4 separate regions of the Sus scrofa genome follow, and all the other regions are linked to region 3. A link is a contact called in public Hi-C and promoter capture Hi-C data. All regions are on one chromosome and are shown on one strand. The core of a region is the stretch at or near the end of the contact, and the rest is flanking DNA. Distances in the headings are between cores, read along the strand shown.

Region 1 (4,438 bases), core at 1,474-3,973, 140 kb before region 3:
CCCAAACCCTTTCGTGCGTGCACTGCTGTCACTGTTTGTGACCTGACTCTCACCAGAGGCCTCGGAGGCGGGCACGGGACAGATGAGGTTTTGGGTAAGAAGCTGAGGTCAGACTGGAACCCAGTTTTCCAGCTACCCTGTTCTTCCTTTCTGCTCTGCACCATCAGCCGGCTTGCTCCTCTAGACAGTAGGGGGTCGGCAGACTGTCCCTGGGACCCCCAAAGTGCACGCTGAAGCCTGTGCTCTACCTCTGCCACTTGTCGCCTGGCACAGGAATGTCATCCACGCCAGCGACTCTGTGGAAGGGGCCCAGAGGGAGATCCAGCTGTGGTTCCAGAGCAGTGAGCTGGTGGACTGGGCGGACGAAGGCCACCACGGCAGCGCCGGTCCAGCCTGAGCCCTCAGGGTGCCCTCCGTGCCCCGGCATCCACTCCGGACCAACTACCTCTTCCAAGAACTTGAGCCCACACCACACTCTGCCCGAATGTCCCAGACCACCTGCTCGTCCACCTTGTGCCCACCCCAGCCCACAGGGGTTGAACCACCGACTTTATGTGCCTTGCAGTATCCTAAGCCAGCACACGACTGCATCAAATCCTTTTCGTTTGTTTGTTTGATTGCTTTTCTGGCCACACCTGTGGCCTGTGGACATTCCTGGCTCAGGGGTTGAATCCAAGCCGGAGCTGCGACATGTGCCACAGCTGCATCAACACCAGATCCTTAACCCACTGTGTGGGGCCAGGGGGCAATCCGGTGCCTCCACAGGGACGAGCCAGCTCATTATCCCAAGGCGCCACAGAGGGCTCTCTTTCTTTTTTGGTCTTTTTATGGCTGCACCCGTGGCACATGGAAGTTCCCAGGCTAGGCATTGAATCGGAGCCTTGGCTGCCGGCCTACACCACAGCTACAGCAACACCAGATCCAAGCCACATCTTCGACCTACACTGCAGCTTGCAGCAATGCCCTAACCTTAACCCACTGAGGGAACCTGCATCCCCATGGATACCAGTCAGGTTCTTAACCCGCTAAGCCACAGCGGGACTTTCAGGACCAAATCCCTTTGGTACCACAGTGCCAGACAAGCTTCGAGGTCTCCTGAAATGTTGGTAGCATGACCTCTTTTCCCCCCAAAGTGGGGACATCAAAATGTGCTGTGCTTTGTGTACGGAATGCTCATTATGGCCTCTCCTGTCGCTGAGGGAGAGATGAGGCGTTAAGACCAAGTGGTGGGCAGTGTGAAAGTAGAAAGGAAGCTTCCCATCTGGCACCCTAGGAGGGCATCAGTGACCCTGTCGAGTGTATGAGATTGGCAGAGCTCCAGGGACCTGTCTGAAATCTGGGGAACCCGAGACGAGTCCTGGAGCTATGGACAGGATGGGGGGGTAGCAGGAAGGGGAAGGCAGGGGGCTGAGGCAGAAAGCCTGGTGACTGCAGTGACACTACACATGTCGCTCACACTTCATCCCCAGCTGTGTCCCCGATCACCTGTCACAGTGACACTGCACATCATTATACCTGCCAGGCCAGAGCCGTAGTTCACTTCTCACAACTTCATTGGCATTTGTTGCTCCTAGCTTGAGAACAGATCCAAGCTACAGCTGCAAGCCACTGCACCAACCCACTGGGTCTGCCTGCGTATTGAACCTGCATCCCAGTGTTGCAGAGACACGGCCAATCCCCTTGCCCCACAGCAAGGAAACTCCAGTATCCTGAAGTTTGTTTGTTTTTGCTTTGTTTGTGGGGGTGATGCACCCTCGACATGTGGAAGTACCCAGGCTAGGAGTCAAATCAGATCTACAGCTGCTGGCTTGTGCCACAGCCACAAGGGATCCGAACCGTGTCTGCGACCTACACCACAGCCTGTGGCAACGCCAGATCGCTGACCCACTGAGCAAGCCCAGGGATGGAACCCACATCCCCATGGATACTAGTCAGATTTGTTTTGTTCCCACTGTGCCCTGATGGGAACTCCCAACTCCAGTGTCCTGACCTTTCTTTTTTCTTTTTAGGGCACAACCCGAGGCATATGGAGGTTCCCAGGCTAGGGATCAAATCAGAGCTACAGCTGTGGGCCTGCGCCACAGCAAGGCAGGATCAGAGTCATATGGGCGACCTACACCACAGGGCAACACCAGATCCTTAACTCACTGCGCGAGGCCGGGCACCGAACCCACAATCTCATGGTTACTAGTCCAATTCGCTTCCATTTGCCACCTCAGGAACTCCCTGACCTTCACTGGCCACAAAGGGTCATGTTGGGAGCTGCCTATGGGGCTAGTCACTGCAGGGAACGGCCTTCCAGATTTCATGGCTCTAGTCCCCTTCCGTCTTTTCCTGTGTCACTTTTATGCGAGGAGGGGCGCGTCCAGGACGAAAGAGCTTTTAAACGTGGGGCGTGCTTAGATCAGGTGTCTTAAAAGCACAGCGAGGCCAAAGTCCAGGAACCAACGGTCTGTTTCTGCGTCCAGCTGGCTCCGCCCCAGGCACCGAGTCCTCCCGGTCTAATAAGAGCCCCCCCACCCGCCGCCTCACCCAGACCCCGCCCTGAGACCTGGCCGGCTGCACTGCGCCTGCTCAGGAGCCGGGACCGACTTTCAATCCCAGCAGGCTGTGCGGTCGCGGCGTGGGGGAGCGTGCCAGGCGGTATGGGGGCGGGGCTCCTGAGGAGTGGGCGGGGCCTTTAAAGGAGGCGCGCGGGGTGGGCGGGCAACGGGGCGGGGCTTCCTTGGAATCGGGCTGGGCGAGACTGATTGGACGGGCCGCTGAGGTGTGCGCCCGCAGATGTCTGCGCGTCTCCGGGGGCAGAGCGTGCCATCCAGATCCTCCCAGTCCGCGCTCTTCGCTGTCCAGGCCACAGCGATCGCCATGACCCACCTACCGCCCGACGTTGCAGAGGACGACTGTCTGCCGGAGTATCGCCACCTGTTTTGCCCGGACTTGCTTCAGTGAGGGCCGCATCAGGGGCGCCCCAGGGAGCGGGGCAGGGGTCCGCGGGCGCCTGGGGTGCGGGCGGCAGGGTACTGCGGTTTTCCTGGGACGTGTGAGGATCCCATGTCTTGCAACCAGACTATCCACATGTCTGGGTGCCCGGTAGTTAGATGCAGGTGCTAGTGTTCTGGTCTTTGGAATCTGCAGCACATTCTGTTTGTCTTGGCCGGTGGTGGGTATTTACTGGTAATCCTGAGAGTGTGCAGCGCGACCAAACCAAACGTGGGGAGAAGGAAGAATTTGTTACTTGGGGAAGTTTTGGAGTTCCTGTTCTGGCCCAGCCGTAAGCGTCCAACTATTATCCATGAGGACCCAGATTTGATCCCTGGCCTTGCCCAATGGGTTAAAGATCTGGCGTCGCAGTGAGCTGTGGTGTAGGTCACAGAGGCCGTTCGGATTCCAGGTGGCTGTGGCAGGGACAGGCAGCTACAGCTCGGATCTGACCCTAGCCTGGAAACTTCCTTGTACGTCAGGTGCGGCCCTAAAAGGACAAAAAAAAAAAAAAGAAAAAAGAAAGAAGGAGTTGGGTCAATTTTAATCTAAGTGTACATGTTACTTCATGAAGGCGCTTGGCTGGTTGACAGAGTCCAAACTTTAGGTGACTGAAGTCAGGAGAATCAGAAAAGGTTACTTTTTTTTTTTTTCTGTTATTTCTTGGGCCGCTCCCGCGGCATATGGAGATTCCCAGGCTAGGGGTCCAATCGGAGCCGCAGCCACCGGCCTACACCAGAGCCACAGCAACGAGGGATCCGAGCCGCGTCTGCAACCTACACCACAGCTCACGGCAACGCCGGATCGTTAACCCACTGAGCAAGGGCAGGGACCGAACCCGCAACCTCATGGTTCCTAGTCAGATTTGTTAACCACTGTGCCACGACGGGAACTCCAGAAAAGGTTACTTTATCAGCTTTTTGGTTCCAATTGACTGAGTGGTTGAGTGCTTCAGGCTAATCTTGATCTTTGGTGTTGCTACTTAATCTGACAACAGTTTCTGTATTCTTTTTTTCTTTAGCCGTACCCATGGAATATGGAAGTTCCCAGGCTAGGGGTTAAATCAGACCTTCAGCTGCCTGCCTATGGCACAGCCACAGCAACACTGGATCGGGAGCCTCGTCTGCCAACTACACTGAAGCTCACGGCAGTGTGGGATCCTTAACCCACTGAGTGAGGCCAGGAATCCAACCCACATTCTCTTGGCTCCTAGTTGGCTTGGTTAACAGCTGAGCCACGAAAGGAACTCCTAACGCCAATCTTTAACCCACTGAACAAAGCCAGGGAGTGAACCTGGGTCCTCATGGATACTGGTTGGATTTGTTTCCACTGTGCCAAGACGGGAACTCCCAGTTTCTGGAATTTCTTTTTTTTTTTTTTTTTTTTTTGCTTTTTAGGGCTGCACCTGCGGCATATGGAGGGGTCCAGGCTAGGGGTCTAATCAGAGTATAGCTGCTGG
Region 2 (4,137 bases), core at 1,384-3,883, 170 kb before region 3:
AGCCAGAGCCGCACCGGACCCCCGCCTCTGTCCGGCTTCAGGTCATGGGAGGTGAGCAGCCTGGGAGGGCATGTGAGGCTCCACCCATTACCCAGGCCTGTCTGGGCATAACCCCAGGACACCGAGAGGTCCAGGCCCCTCAGGCTTGGCAGCTGAGTCAGGGAAGGCTACGTGCCACCCCCCGACCCCCAGTCAGAGAGAGAGGGGCCGCCCTCCCTTGGGGGAGCAGGGATCAGGCGCCTACCCCCGGCTTCCCTGCCTTGGGGCCCAGTGGTTGCAGATAAACTGGGCAGGGGGAAGGGGGTAGCAGCTGCTGTGGGCTCCCTGTCCTGGCAGCTCCCACGCACACCAGACTCTTCCAGGGGACAAGCCAGAAAAAGCCTGCACTCGGTACCCGGCAGACCCTGGGGAGTGCCAGGCAGCCATGTAAACCAGTGGGGCCAAGCATCCAGGTCTTGTCTGTCTGTCTGTCCCTGAGGCTGGCAGAGGGGGCAGGAGGGTGCCAGGACCGGACTGGAGGGTGCAGGCGGCACGGAGCCTGCCTGGGGCCCCATTCACGTTCCCTCTCCCCCCCGCCCTCCCCCCGGGGCTGGCACTCGGCAGCTCGTGCTCCCACACACACACCTTCTCCTCCAGGAGCCTCTGCTTCTCCACGGCCTCGTCCAACGTCAGGCCAACCCACTCGGCCTCTGCCTCGGGGATGACGAACGCCTGGGCGGGCAGAGACCAGGGTCGATGAGGCCGGGGCAGCCGGCCAGGGGCCCGTGAGAGGCAGGAGGTACAGGCTTACTCCTTACCTTGTACCTGTCGTAGATGGCCGCCCTCCTGGCGGGGTCGTCCGGGTGCAGCTGGGGGTCCTGTCGGGCAAGCCGCAGCAGCATCCCCCGCTTCAGGTCCATCCCGAACTTGGAGCACAGGTCCTCCTTGGGGGTCTGGCAGGAGGCTCCACATGGGACCCGGTGCTTCAGGCAGGGTCCCGCCCCCCGCCCCCTTCAGCCTCCACGCCAGCTGCTGGCAGCACCCAGGCCAGCCCAGCACCCGGGGGCCAGAACAGAGAAAGGTCTGAGAGCAGAGGAGGTGAAGCGGGGCGGCTGCCGCAGCGACGGACTCCCACTGGGGCTGTGGGGGTCGGGGGGACAGGGTGCCGATGACATCTCAGTGGGGACCCCGCTGTCCTTGCCTTGAGGATGTAGAAGTCGAAGCCGCAGGCCTGGTCGATGAGGTCCAGGGTGCGCATGGTCACGGTCACGGTGAACCGCTTGTCCAGGATCTCACTGTAGAGCTCGCGCTGGAACAGCTGCGGCTTCCACACCTTCCTCACTCTCTTGGAGAGCTGAGGGAGCAAGAGGCTTGGTGACATCGGGCCGGGGAGCTGCACCTGTCAGCCTCCACTCGGGGGCCTGGCTGCCCAGAGGTCCGCTTCTCCCCCGACCCTGCCGAGGTGGCAGGGTCACACACAACCGTAACTGCAGGGTCCACGGGGTTTCACGGTCCAAACCAGAGCCTAAGGGCCCAAAGGCCAAGGAGACATCAAAGACACAAATCCCCACCCCGAGGGCTCGGCAGCTCCTCCAGGTTCCCCATCAGAGGCAGCAAGGCACTGGGGGCATCAGGGGCGGACTGGGGTGATCTGCCCCCCGGGTTAGTCTCTCGACCATTCTAAAGGGGGCAGGGCAGTGCCAGCCTTGCCGGTGTCAGGATAGGTGGGGGTGAGGGTGAAGCCGACAGGTCTCCTTAGGCCTCGCCCCCCACCCCCTCTCAAGACTCAGGCCTCCTCCCCATCCTGAAAGGAGCTGTGTCCGCCGGGCCGTAAGCCCTCCTCCCGAGCAGAGTCCCCTTCCTCTCCAGGTACCTCCAGACCCCAGCCGGAGCCGGGCGGCAAGGCCCGGGAGGTACCGCGCCAGCCCGTCCTGCTCGCTCACCTTGTCGTTGTTGACGTATCTGTGACCCAGCACCCAGCCCTCGCCGCCCCACAGCCCCAGCTGGGACTCCGGGGGGTAGTGAACCGGAATGGGCACGTCCTCCACGCGCTCCCGCTGCCAGTTCTTGGGGTTGATCTTGAACTTGGCCCCGTGAGGCCTGTAGTGCACGGGAGTGGGCGTCCGCGCCTCCTCCAGGGAGCGCAGGTAGTGCCGGGGCAGGCGGGAATAGATGCCCTCCCACAGCCGGAGCTGCTTCCACAGGCCGACAGGGACCTTGTGCAAGGGCATCGCGGCGAGGCTGGCGGGAGGCAGGGACCGCGGTCACGCGCGGCGGCCGGACGTGGGACAACACCCTCACCCCGGCCCCGCGCGCAAAGCCGCGTGACTCCCACTGCAAGCCAGGATCAGCCGCGCCAGCCTCCGGAGCCCAGGGCCTCGCCGGAAACGGAAGTCGTGCCGCGGCACCCTGCTCTCCAACCGCCGCTGATTGGCTGCAAGCCAGTCCGTCTACCCAGCTCGTCCCGCCCCCTCTTTGGTCCTTAGGGACCGTGGAAAACTTCCTGCAGAGATGGTGGCAGCCCCAGGGATCGTCGGCAAGTGTGGGGCCGGCAAGAATGGGCCCGTTTCCAGAGGCTTGGCCACCTTCCCTCCTCCCAGAACGAGCGCAGAAAGCAATGCAAAGACTCTTTTTACCTTGAAACATCAGTGTAGAATATTAAATTCATCAATCACAGTGAAATCAGAGCTACAGAAAAATGTCTTCAATGTCTGAAAAAATCCCCCCCCGAAATACCTTATATAAATATTTCCCCATTACAAGCCTGGAGAATGCTACGGTGGCCAAGTGCTGGGTAACTGCGGGTGTGGGAAGCCTCCCGGGAGGCCATATCCTGGATGGGACTCGGAAGGCAAGATGCCAGGTCCAGAGGTGAGAGGGCTGCGGGCCCCCACCCACCCTGGGCTCAGCACCCTCACACTGACAGTGGCCCCCCGCAGCCTACCTTAGGGAGGGCCTCCTGGGGTGGTCAGCAGCCCTTACCCTGCTTTCACCACGAGAGAGGTTAGGCCAGGTCCCCAGGAGCCCCCTCTGCAGACACGTGTTTGAGCGAGGTCAGGGTGGCCGCCGTCCCCTTCTCTTCTCAAGGAGATGCTCACTAGACAAGGGCCCAGGAACCCAGAGGGCAGTGGGGTAGAGTTGGGACAAGGTGTGCCCTGGGAGCCCAGCACTCCCAGAGCATCTTGGAGCCTCCTCTCCACGAAGGCCTCCCAGTTTTGGAGCCAACGTGAAGGGGTAGGGGTGGCCAGCCAGCCAGAAGCCAGCCTTCCCCATGCCCTCGTGGCAGCTAGCCCTTAGGCCACCCAGTGCCATCAGCTCCCTTGGCACGATCGCCCCTTCCCGTGGCAAATGCATCAGCAGGGGGCATCCTGCTGGGGCACAAGGGGTCAAGGAGCCACGCGGCGGCACAGCTACCAGCCTAAGTGCCAGAGCACAGCCTCACACAGGAACAGGGCGACACAGCCATCTTACTCTACGTTTCCCTCCAACCATCTCCAGGCCAGCAGACCACAGGGGCTTCCCCACTTGGTACCTGTGGTCTCCAGGCAGCCAGGGCCAGGCCTCAGGAGCCACTGCAGACACCCGCTGGGCCCTGCAGAGGGACCGGGTAGCTGGCAGCCAGTAGGCATAAGGGAGCTGGGGGTGTGGCCTTGCCTCCGGAGGAGGAGGAAGTGAGAGCACAGCAGTGCAATTTTATTCGGCTGGAAATCCATCTGGACAGGGTACCTCTCCCCTGGTCCTGCCCCTGGCCGGAGAAATCATCAAAGCCGCAGGTGTCCCCAAGCGGGCCACGTCATGTCACTGTGTACAGCTCTTCCTGGCGGTTCCTGCAGATATCATAGTGGCAGGTGAGCTTCTGGGAGCAGGCCCAGGGCTCGGTGTGTTGGTCCCTTGGTGGCAGCAGGAACGCAGCGCTGCCAGCCAGCAGCATGTGCCAGATGCTGTGGGTGTAGTAATAGTTGTCGCTGGTCATCATGGCGGTGTAGATGGCAATGGCCACAGAGGCCATGGCGATGCCAGGCAGGAGGTAGAAGACCCAGCGCTGCCAGGAGGGCGGGTAGCAGCGGCGTCGGCGCCCGCAGCGGTACACCTGGAGGAAAGCACTTGCGTGTCGGCGCAGGGGCTGCAACCAGGGCTGCCAAGGGCTCGCCCAGGTCT
Region 3 (4,200 bases), core at 1,507-4,006:
TCAGTGGGGCCGGGAGTGGAGCAGGAAACTGGCACGTCAGGAGGACCGGAGGCACCTGCCGAGGGGTTGGCGAGTCTTGCTCCCAGGATCAGACCCTGCGGACAGGCCTTGGCCCATGGAGCAGGGATGGTGGTGCCTGCTGCTCAGGCTGTGCAGGGTGCTGAAAAACCAGGCAGTGGGGCCTGTAGCTGCTGCAGCCCCTCCAGGGGCGGTCTTGAGGTGGAGGGTGCTTTTGGTTTAAACTGCAGAGTGGGCTGGTGATAGCTCCTCAGCCACCATCCCTCGTGGCCTCAAACTGCAAGGACGTGCCAACCCACGGTGCTTCTGGTCTCGGAGAGGGGCCTCAGTGACTTCAGAGCAGGGAGTGGCTAAGACCAGGGCAGAAGTGGGCTCAAGGTGGGTGCAGGGACCTCTGCAGAAGTTGGTGGGTGCTCAGTCCTGGCCCTTATGGGGACTTGGCTCCCCACCCCACCAGCTGAGGGCTAACAAGACTGCCTGCTGGCTGTTGTTTCGGTGGGTTGTGGATGGATGTGCCATTTCTGTAAATGCTGGGGGCTGGGTCTGCTGTAAGCTGGCATCCATGGTAGAGCCACTCTGTGGATTAAGAATGAGCCCGGTGGCCCTGCCCATCCCTGGCCAGCCTCTGCCCTTGAGTGTCCCAGAGGGCCAGGAGGACACCAGGAGAGCCTCCCTGAAGGCAGGTGAGAGAGGCCCAGGTGCTGGCTCACGAGGTGCTTGGTGCCTGCCCAATAGGAAGCATTCCAGGCACTGCAGAAAAATGAAAAAGCAGGATCCATGTGGGTCGTGGCCACTGGTGGGGGTTTGCCACTCCGTTTCACGCAGGGGTCTGCTCCTGTGAAGACCGCCTGCTCCTGGAGACACGGCCCAGGCCCAGTGACCCCGCGGCAGGAAACGTCTTGCTGCCCTGTTTCTCAGCCATGGAACAGATGTGCCAGCCGAGCCATCCTCAGTGCAGCCCAGAGGCGCAGGGTTTGGCTGCTGTGATGACCTCTGGTGCCCTCTGCCCAGACCTACTTTTTCGGAGCCCACCTCCTGCGCATCTTCTCCCAGCTGCTTCATCTGCTGAGGCCGGGTTGGCCCGGCCTTGTCAGCTTTCTCCTGATTATTCTTAACGGCTTTAGGGAGGCACATCTCCCGTACCATCGATTCACCACAAAGGTGCCACTCAATTCGTTTTTTGTAATGGCTTTACCCCGTAGTACCACAATCATCAGTTTTAGAACATTTTCGTCCCCAAAGAGATGCCGTACCCACGAAGCAGTCACTCACTGCTCTTCCCTCTGCCCCCACCCCCACCCCCGGCCCCGGCAGCCACGCATCTGCTCCCTCCCTGTTTGCTTATTCTGGACTCTGCGCAGAAATGGAGTGTAGCACGTATCTGTCCTTTAGTCCTCTTATGGATGAACACGCATTGTGTGGGTAGACCCGCCTTTTGTTTATCAGTTGATCTGTTGGTGGATATTTGGGTTGTTTCCACTTCTTGGCTATTGTGATTAATGACGCTGTGAACAGTCACGCACAAGCTTTGTTTTTTTTTTTTTTTCTTCTTAGGGCGATACCCACAGCATATGGAGGTTCCCAGGCTAGTGGCTGAATAGGAGCCACAGCAATGCAGGATCTGAGCCATGCCTGTGACCTACACCACAGCTCACGGCAACACCGGATCCTTAACCCACTGAGCAAGGCCAGGGATCGAACCCACAACCTCATGGATCCTAGTCGGATTCTTTTCCGCTGTGCCGCAAGGGGAACTCCTAGAGTGAAATTCTTTATTTTTTAATCCAAAAAAATTTTATGGCCACACCTGTGGCACATGGAAGTTCCTGGGCCAGGGACTGAATCTGAGCCACAGCTGTGAGCTGCAGCAGTGCGGGATCTTTCGCCCATTGTGCCAGTTTGGGGATCAAACCCATTCCTCCCCAGAGACCCAAGCAGCTGCAATCAGATTCTTAACCCCCTGTGGGAACTCCAACAGTGAAATTCATGAGCTTGTTTTTGAGAACTTCTCCCGACTAAATGAAATATGGAATTACTTACTAAGTTGTCCAACCTCCCTGCCAGAGAGCTGTCACCCTACATCCTAGGTGCCACAAGTAATGTTGCCAATCTAATGGGTGAAGAGGGTATATTTTGCTTTACTTTCTATTTTGCAGAATAAAATTGTATCTTCACAACTGTTCACACCTTTTCATAACCTATCCATTCTGTAAACAACCCAAAGTCACTTCCTCCTACAGGCTCCCCCGGACCCTCTTCCTGGGCCCTCCTGGGTGCCCCACCTGGCCTGACCCCGACTCTTCCCAGGGTGGGCGGCTCACAGCCAGTGCTGCCGTCGTCTCTGGGGCTAGAGGACGACATGCAGGCCGACCCCCTTTCTGCAGCGGCCTTGAGAGCCGCGCTGTCACCTGCAAGACTTGCCCAGGGAACGGGGCAGACGCGAGGGGCGGGGACAGAGCTGCGCTGGAGTCCCCGCCTCGCCGCCTGCAACCAAGCCTCACCTCGCTGCCCCTGCGCCCCGACCCAGGTAATTCCAAGTTCCTGCCACCGCCTCATTTCACCGTCCCTACCCTCGCGCCCTGCCTCGTCTCCCCGCCCCTCACCCGCGCCCCCACTCACCACCTTCCCCACAAGAAACCCGGCGCCCGCCCCCACCTCACCATCCCCCGGCCCCGCCCCCGGCGCGGGAACGGAAGTCCCGTCTACCCGGCCGCTCCGAGCGCCGATTGGTGGATCTTGTCTCACTGCGCCCTCGTCACGCCCCCTCCGTGGGGAGGGCGCCTTTCCGGGGGGCCGCACTGTACGCGCCCGGGTCTCTGCGGAAGCTGCGGCCGCAGCTTTCTAGGAGGTTCAGCCCTGCCATAGTCACCCGCGTCACCTCACAACGGGGACCGCCACCGTCCCGCTCAGTCCGCGGAAGTAAGGGGGTGTATGCAAACAACCTGGAGGTCCAAGCTTCTGATTGGTGAGCGTATAGGGGGCAAGATGGGCGGGCTTAGAGGGCCATGAGCGACGTGTAGGTGGTCCAGTAGCTCTGGGAGGATCGGCTGCGGTGGCCAATGGCGAAGCGGAGGGGGCGTGTTAGGGCCCAGGAGCTGCGGGGGCAGTGGGCAGGTTTGCCGGTGAGTCTCGGATGCTCTGCGGGAATCGGCGGGGGGTGGGGGGCGTAATGCTGACGGACAGGCAGGCGGATCAGAGGGTCCCGGAAAGCGAGAGGCGAGGGGCCAATGGCAACAGCGTGAAGGCGGGGCGGGGCGACTGGAGTCTTCGCAGAACTGAGTGGGAAGCGATGGAGGCGGGGCAGCTTTGATGGACGTGCTCACGGGCCAGTGGCCGCGCGGGAGGCGGCGTGCGACGTACAGCAGCAGCGTAGGGGCGGGGCAATGATGGGGAGGAACGACCCGAGGTCTCGCAGCGCTGTATGGGAAGCTGGGGGGGCGGGGGCAGGGGCGCTAGCAGTGCTGACGGATATGCGCAGCGGCCAATGGCCGCGGGAAGGGTGCGGCGGACGACCAATGGTGGCGCGCGGGGCGGGGCGGGGTGGCGGGGCTGCTCGGCGCCGTGCGGGAAGCTGCGGGGCGGCGGCGGCGGCGCTGAGGCGAGGCGAAGGGAAGCGAAGCGGGGGCGGTGGAGCAGGTGCGGGCGGAGCGGCCTTGCCGTCCGCCGGCCTCGCTCACCCGCGCCCGCGCACGCAGGTCGGTCGGAGGCCTCCGCCAGCGGGCTCCGCGGCGCCGTGGGCATGCGGGTGCGGCCCGCGCGCGCGTGAGCGAAGATGGGGACGCAGGGCAGCCCAGTCAAGAGCTACGACTACCTGCTCAAGTTCCTGCTGGTGGGCGACAGCGACGTGGGCAAGGGCGAGATCCTGGAGAGCCTGCAGGACGGCGCAGCCGAGTCTCCGTACGCCTACAGCAACGGTAAGGCCGGCCGGCGGGCCGCCGCGCGCACCTGGCTCCGCCCGGCGACCTGCCGTCCGCCTCGCGTCTCGGGCCGGGGCGGGGGAGCTGCGGCTCGAGCTTGTCGAGGCCCTTCTGGGGCCCGCGGCGTCGTGGGGGCAGAGATCTGGCCGAGGGACTCCTGAGGAAGAAGGGCTTTTTCTTTGGTCGCGGGGCCTCACCAGGTGTGCCAGGTGTGCACAGCTGGGCGTCCTCAAAGCAGGCCGTTGGCTCAAGGCATCCCTTCCTT
Region 4 (4,341 bases), core at 1,423-3,922, 150 kb after region 3:
AGGCCCACGGGGGACCCACAGCCTAAGAGCTCCATCCTCTGGAATCGTGGCTGCTGGGCTCCTGCTGCCGGCCCCTCTCCAGGCCTGGCCACTGCAGGGGTAGGTCCAGGGCTCTCACCTACAGCCCCCCCCACCCCACCTGCCTCAGGGGCCCGGCCTGCCACCCCCACCCATCATGCCACTCTCAGTTGTCCGGCTCCAGCGTCCACTCCGACAGCCACTGCAGGCACGAGGCCCGCTGTGCCTCTGTCTCAGGGGGCTTGGCAGGAGGCAGTGGGGGTTGGCCTGGCCCAGGCAGGGGTGCGGAGGGGCTGCAGGGTCCGGCGCCCCCTTCTGTGGGGCCAGGGTCTGGGGCAGTCCGCAGGACCTGGATGAGCGTGTCCAGGGGCTGCAACAGGGTGTGGGGGCTCCAGCAGGCATCAAGGGCAGGCACGAAGGGGTCGGGCGTGCAGGCTTCCACGCGCTCCGTGCACGTGGGGACGCGCAGGTAGAAGGCGTGGAGCATCATGCGGAAGGGCTGGTCCTCCCGGCCGGAGGCCTGGCCGTAGGTCAGGTCTCCCACGATGGGGTGGCCGAGGGCGCTGCAGTGCACGCGCAGCTGGTGTGTCCGGCCTTTGGGGAGGAGACGGGGCCAGTCAGGGGGGAGCGGGGCCTATGCCCACCACCACAGTCCCCCGTCAAGGCCTTGGCGCCTCATGGAGCTCCTGGGGACAGCAGACCTCCCAGATTCATGACCAAAGATGGCAGAGCTCAGAATGGAAGTGGCTTCTACGGGGGCCCCGAGCGAGGGCAGCGCCAGGGCTGTGCTCGACCTGCTGGAGAACCCGGGCCCGAGAGACCCTGCGTGGGGCAAGAGCCTGCAGGGTGCAAGGCTGACTGTGGGGGAGGAGTCACCTGGCCAGATGCTGGGCGACACCAGCCAGGTTCTTTTCCTGTACGAGGGGGATGCTTCAGTGCTCTGCGTGAGAAGATGCCCGGGGCAAGAACTATCAGCAGGGCAAGGAGCCGGACAGCTGCCTGGCCCCTGCCCTGGACGCACCTGTGAGAGGCTGCAGCAGTACTTTGGAGACAGGATCACCTCCGTACAGCCCGTGTTCCAGGACTACCAGCTCTGTGAGGCTTGGTTTGGGGTTCTCACAGCCTAGGGGGAGCAAGGCAAGCTCCGAATCGGTTGGGCCAGCTCCGAGGGCGAGTCCACCCCAGCCCAGGCCACCCGCCTGGGTTGCCCCAGCCCATGCAAGGTCCCTGTGTCCCTGGCCCCCGTCCCCGGCCCCTCTGCACCTTGTGTGCCCTCAATGCACATGGTGTGGGTCCGGCCTTCTGTGCTGTTCTTGCCGATGGCATAGCTGATGGTCACCCGGCTCTCCTGGATGTGCCCCCGCACCTGCCAGGCAGGAAGTCACATGTTGCTAAAGGGGCCACCCGCCACTGCTGGGGAGCCCGGCTGACAGTCAGAGCCTGTGACAGCGGACGGAGAGTTGGAGTCCTCTGCCCCAGCGGCCAGCTGAGCCTTACCAGCGCCAGATAAGCCTTGGTGACCCGCCGGTCCTTGAAGCACCTGTAGGCACTGCCTGCGGCCGCCTTGTTCAGGGCCACACAGAGCGCCCCACTGGTGGAGAAGTCCAGCTGGTGGCAGAACCTGGCGTAGGGCAGAGGGTCAGCGGTGGCTGGGCTGGGGGTTGCTTCCTCCCCACAGAGGCTGCTGTGGGTACCTGTGCCCCATTCCTGCACACCTGAACCCGTAGCAGGTGTCAGGGTCAGCCAGCTCTGGGAAGCGGTGCCGCAGCTGCTTCTGGAGGGTCAGCGTCTCCCTCCAAGCCTTGCTGTCGATGCGCACGTCCCAGTGCTTGTTCACCACCAGGAAGTCATGGCTCCTGTATACAACGCACAGGTTCTCCACGCTGCCTGGCTCCATGGTGGTGCCTGCAACACGGAAGTGCGTGGAGTGGGGTTCCTGGGTGCCCACGTCAGAGTTCTGCTCACCTGGCATGGACACCCTGGCTCCCCGGGGTCCTGGGTCTGAAACTGTGGAAGCTATCTGTCAGGCAAGCTCGTAGACCTACTGGGCGCCTGCACCCTCACCCCTGAGTCAAGTAGCAGAGTATCTACCAGCTTGGGGGGGGGGTGGGGGCGGGGGGTGTGCCTGGCCAGTTGCTCTGGGCTCGCCTGGGGCCGTCCTGCCCAAGGACCTGGGCCTGGGGAGAAGCAATCTTGCTTTCCACCCTGCCTCCTGGAGCCCTTCCCAGAGAGGCTCCGGCCGCGCGACAGGGGCCTTTTTCCGAGTGAGGCTGGGTTCAGGGCAGAGAATAGTGCCTCCATTGCCCACGTAGACACCCCCTGCTCTGCCTCCGCTCCGTGGAACCCCAGCCTCCCGCGTCCGATGGGCACAGGCCGAGGGGTGCTTGTCGGACTTCGGCTGTGAGCCCCTCGCGCCCCGGCCCACTCCAGAACCGACCTGCAGCTCGGCTGCGCCGTCCAGGACCCCGATGCCTCCGACCGGCCCTGGCTCCTGCCCTCGAGTCTCCACGCCTTGTGGCCTAGGGGCACCGGAACTGCCGTGGCGACCGCAGAGCTAAACCTCTCAGGGCTGGGCCTGCGCGCCCCCGTCCCCGCCCACGCATAGATTGGCGGCCCTGCTGACCAATGGAGAGCGCCTAGGATCCACCGCTCCAGTCTCAGCGCACAGACTCTGGCCCGCCCAGCCTGCCCGAGCAGCCCCGCCCCCGCCCCACCCCGCCCCCGCCCACTGACCAATGGCGTGAGCCGCCGGGCACGCCTGCCATTGATTGGCGGCGCCGGGACGTTCCGGGCGTGGGCTGCGCGCGCGGCGCGGGAGGTTCGGAGCCAGTGGCTGGCGGGCCATGGAGGACTACGAGCGGGAGCTGTACGGTGTAGAGGATGATGACTTCGACAGCCAGTTCGCAGCTGAGCTGGAGGTGCTGGCGGAGCTGGAAGGTGGGTGCGAGCTCGTCCCGGGTAGTTCGGGAGGATCCCGGCTTGCCCGGGGCGTTCGGGAGGGCTGCTGGGAGGGGAGGGGAAGCGCCAAGGCCGGGAGGCAGGAACCGCCTTTAGAGAGAGCTCGGCGCTGCAGCGCCGCGCACCGCAGAAGCTGTGGCTGTGCTGTTTGTGCCGACGGGCTGCCCTGAGCGGCTGCAGTGAGTCTTCTCTCCGCAGGAACAGCCGCCCTGACACCTTCCAGGAGCCTCCGGCCTGCCCCCACCATGGGCCGGCCCCGCCTGACGTTCGAGGAGGCCATTGCTGGAGGGGACGCTGCCACTCACTGTTCTCCAGGCAGACCTCCAAAAGGCGGTAGTGGCGGTGCCAAGAAGAGGCAGCTGACGGCTGACATCCAGGGGACCATATCCCTGCCTCCTAGTACGTTTGCAGGGGTTCAAAGCTGTAGGGGTGGGATGTGAGGCCGGGGAAGGACCGCTGTTTCTCCCCAGCCCCTAGGATCAAACGGTCCAGGCTGGAGGCCGCCAGGAGGCTGAACTTCAGGCCCGACGAAATGGAAGATCTGCTGCCTCCTGATTCCCCCACTCGGGACATCATTCTGCCACCGAGTCCTGAGGTCCCCGCTGAGCTGTGGGGCAGCGGGTGTGTGGCCTAGGGCACAGGTTTCCTGGGGGGACCTTGGAAGGATCCTGTTCCTGGGACAAAGATCCCAAGGGCTCTGTGCCTTTGGGAGGGCTGGGTAACCGAGGGTGGATCTCGAGATGGCCCTGGTCCCTTCCCAGACCCTCGGACACTGGGGCTGAGGAGGGCTGCACCGGAGCCTCGCCAGCCGCCCGCAATCCTGTCCTGAGGCGGCCCCCTGTGTTGGAGGACTACATCAACGTCACCTCCACGGGCGGCGACCGTGCTTTTCTGGTGCTGAGGGATGACCCAGTGGGCACTGGGGTGCAGGTGGGTTCTGTGCAGCCACAAGCAGGGGCCTGCACAGCCTATCCTGAATCTGACCACGAGGACCCCTCAGGAGGACCACCTGGCCTCTGGTCTCTAGGGGATGCTTGGGAGCGCCACCTTCTCCCTTCTCTCCCCACCCTTCTCCTCTTCCCTCCTTCTCTCCTCTTCTCTTTCCTGCTCCTCTTTTTTCTCCCCCTCCCTCTGCTGCCTCCTCCTCATCCTGCCTTTTTCTTCTCCTTTTTCTTCCTTTCTCTCTTGTTCTCTCTTTTTTTTTTCTCTCTCTTTCCTTTTTTTCTTTTAGGCTACTCTTCTTTCCCTCCTCCTCCCTCTCCCTCCTCCCTCCCCCTCTCTCCTCCCTCCCCCACTTCCCTCTCCCTCCTGCCTCCTCTCTCTCCCTCCTGCCTCCTCCCTCTCCCCCTCCCTCTCCCCCTCTCC

What was found. Promoter capture Hi-C pulls out the DNA fragments that hold promoters and counts their contacts. Hi-C and Micro-C count contacts between places; a contact is called where the count stands out from the background.
Region 1: a promoter capture Hi-C map of liver shows a contact between it and region 3, with 4 times the contacts expected there. The contact joins the promoter of DECR2 here to the promoter of RAB40C in region 3. A contact is called at or near these places in 1 of 5 promoter capture datasets (liver), 3 of 47 Hi-C or Micro-C datasets (heart right ventricle, liver and skeletal muscle) and 1 of 2 datasets of contacts at active chromatin or transcription factors (alveolar macrophages).
Region 2: a Hi-C map of liver shows a contact between it and region 3, with 3 times the contacts expected there. The contact joins the promoter of MRPL28 here to the promoter of RAB40C in region 3. A contact is called at or near these places in 3 of 5 promoter capture datasets (fetal liver, fetal skeletal muscle and liver) and 1 of 47 Hi-C or Micro-C datasets (liver).
Region 4: a Hi-C map of liver shows a contact between it and region 3, with 4 times the contacts expected there. The contact joins the promoter of RPUSD1 here to the promoter of RAB40C in region 3. A contact is called at or near these places in 1 of 5 promoter capture datasets (liver) and 2 of 47 Hi-C or Micro-C datasets (liver and skeletal muscle).

Annotation. Positions count from the first base shown.
Region 1 is chr3:41,302,329-41,306,766 of Sscrofa11.1, reverse strand. It overlaps DECR2 (peroxisomal 2,4-dienoyl-CoA reductase), which reads left to right and starts at 2,723. Exons shown (of 8, transcript XM_005655126.3): 1 at 2,723-2,945. The coding sequence starts at 2,782. NME4 (NME/NM23 nucleoside diphosphate kinase 4) reads left to right here. Exons shown (of 5, transcript NM_001143720.1): 5 at 274-595. The coding sequence ends at 397.
Region 2 is chr3:41,328,908-41,333,044 of Sscrofa11.1, reverse strand. It overlaps MRPL28 (39S ribosomal protein L28, mitochondrial), which reads right to left and starts at 2,633. Exons shown (of 5, transcript XM_005655127.3): 1 at 1,923-2,633; 2 at 1,181-1,333; 3 at 798-932; 4 at 625-711. The coding sequence starts at 2,210. It overlaps TMEM8A (transmembrane protein 8A), which reads right to left. Exons shown (of 12, transcript XR_002342470.1): 11 at 2,962-4,069; 12 at 2,615-2,690.
Region 3 is chr3:41,158,657-41,162,856 of Sscrofa11.1, reverse strand. It overlaps RAB40C (ras-related protein Rab-40C), which reads left to right and starts at 2,756. Exons shown (of 6, transcript XM_021086911.1): 1 at 2,756-2,983. The coding sequence starts at 2,950.
Region 4 is chr3:41,008,053-41,012,393 of Sscrofa11.1, reverse strand. RPUSD1 (RNA pseudouridylate synthase domain-containing protein 1) reads right to left here and starts at 2,672. Exons shown (of 6, transcript XM_005662236.3): 1 at 2,456-2,672; 2 at 1,713-1,923; 3 at 1,516-1,639; 4 at 1,282-1,384; 5 at 1,040-1,141; 6 at 1-612. The coding sequence starts at 1,915. The coding sequence ends at 185. CHTF18 (chromosome transmission fidelity protein 18 homolog) reads left to right here and starts at 2,806. Exons shown (of 22, transcript XM_021086879.1): 1 at 2,806-2,955; 2 at 3,175-3,375; 3 at 3,447-3,597; 4 at 3,738-3,906. The coding sequence starts at 2,862.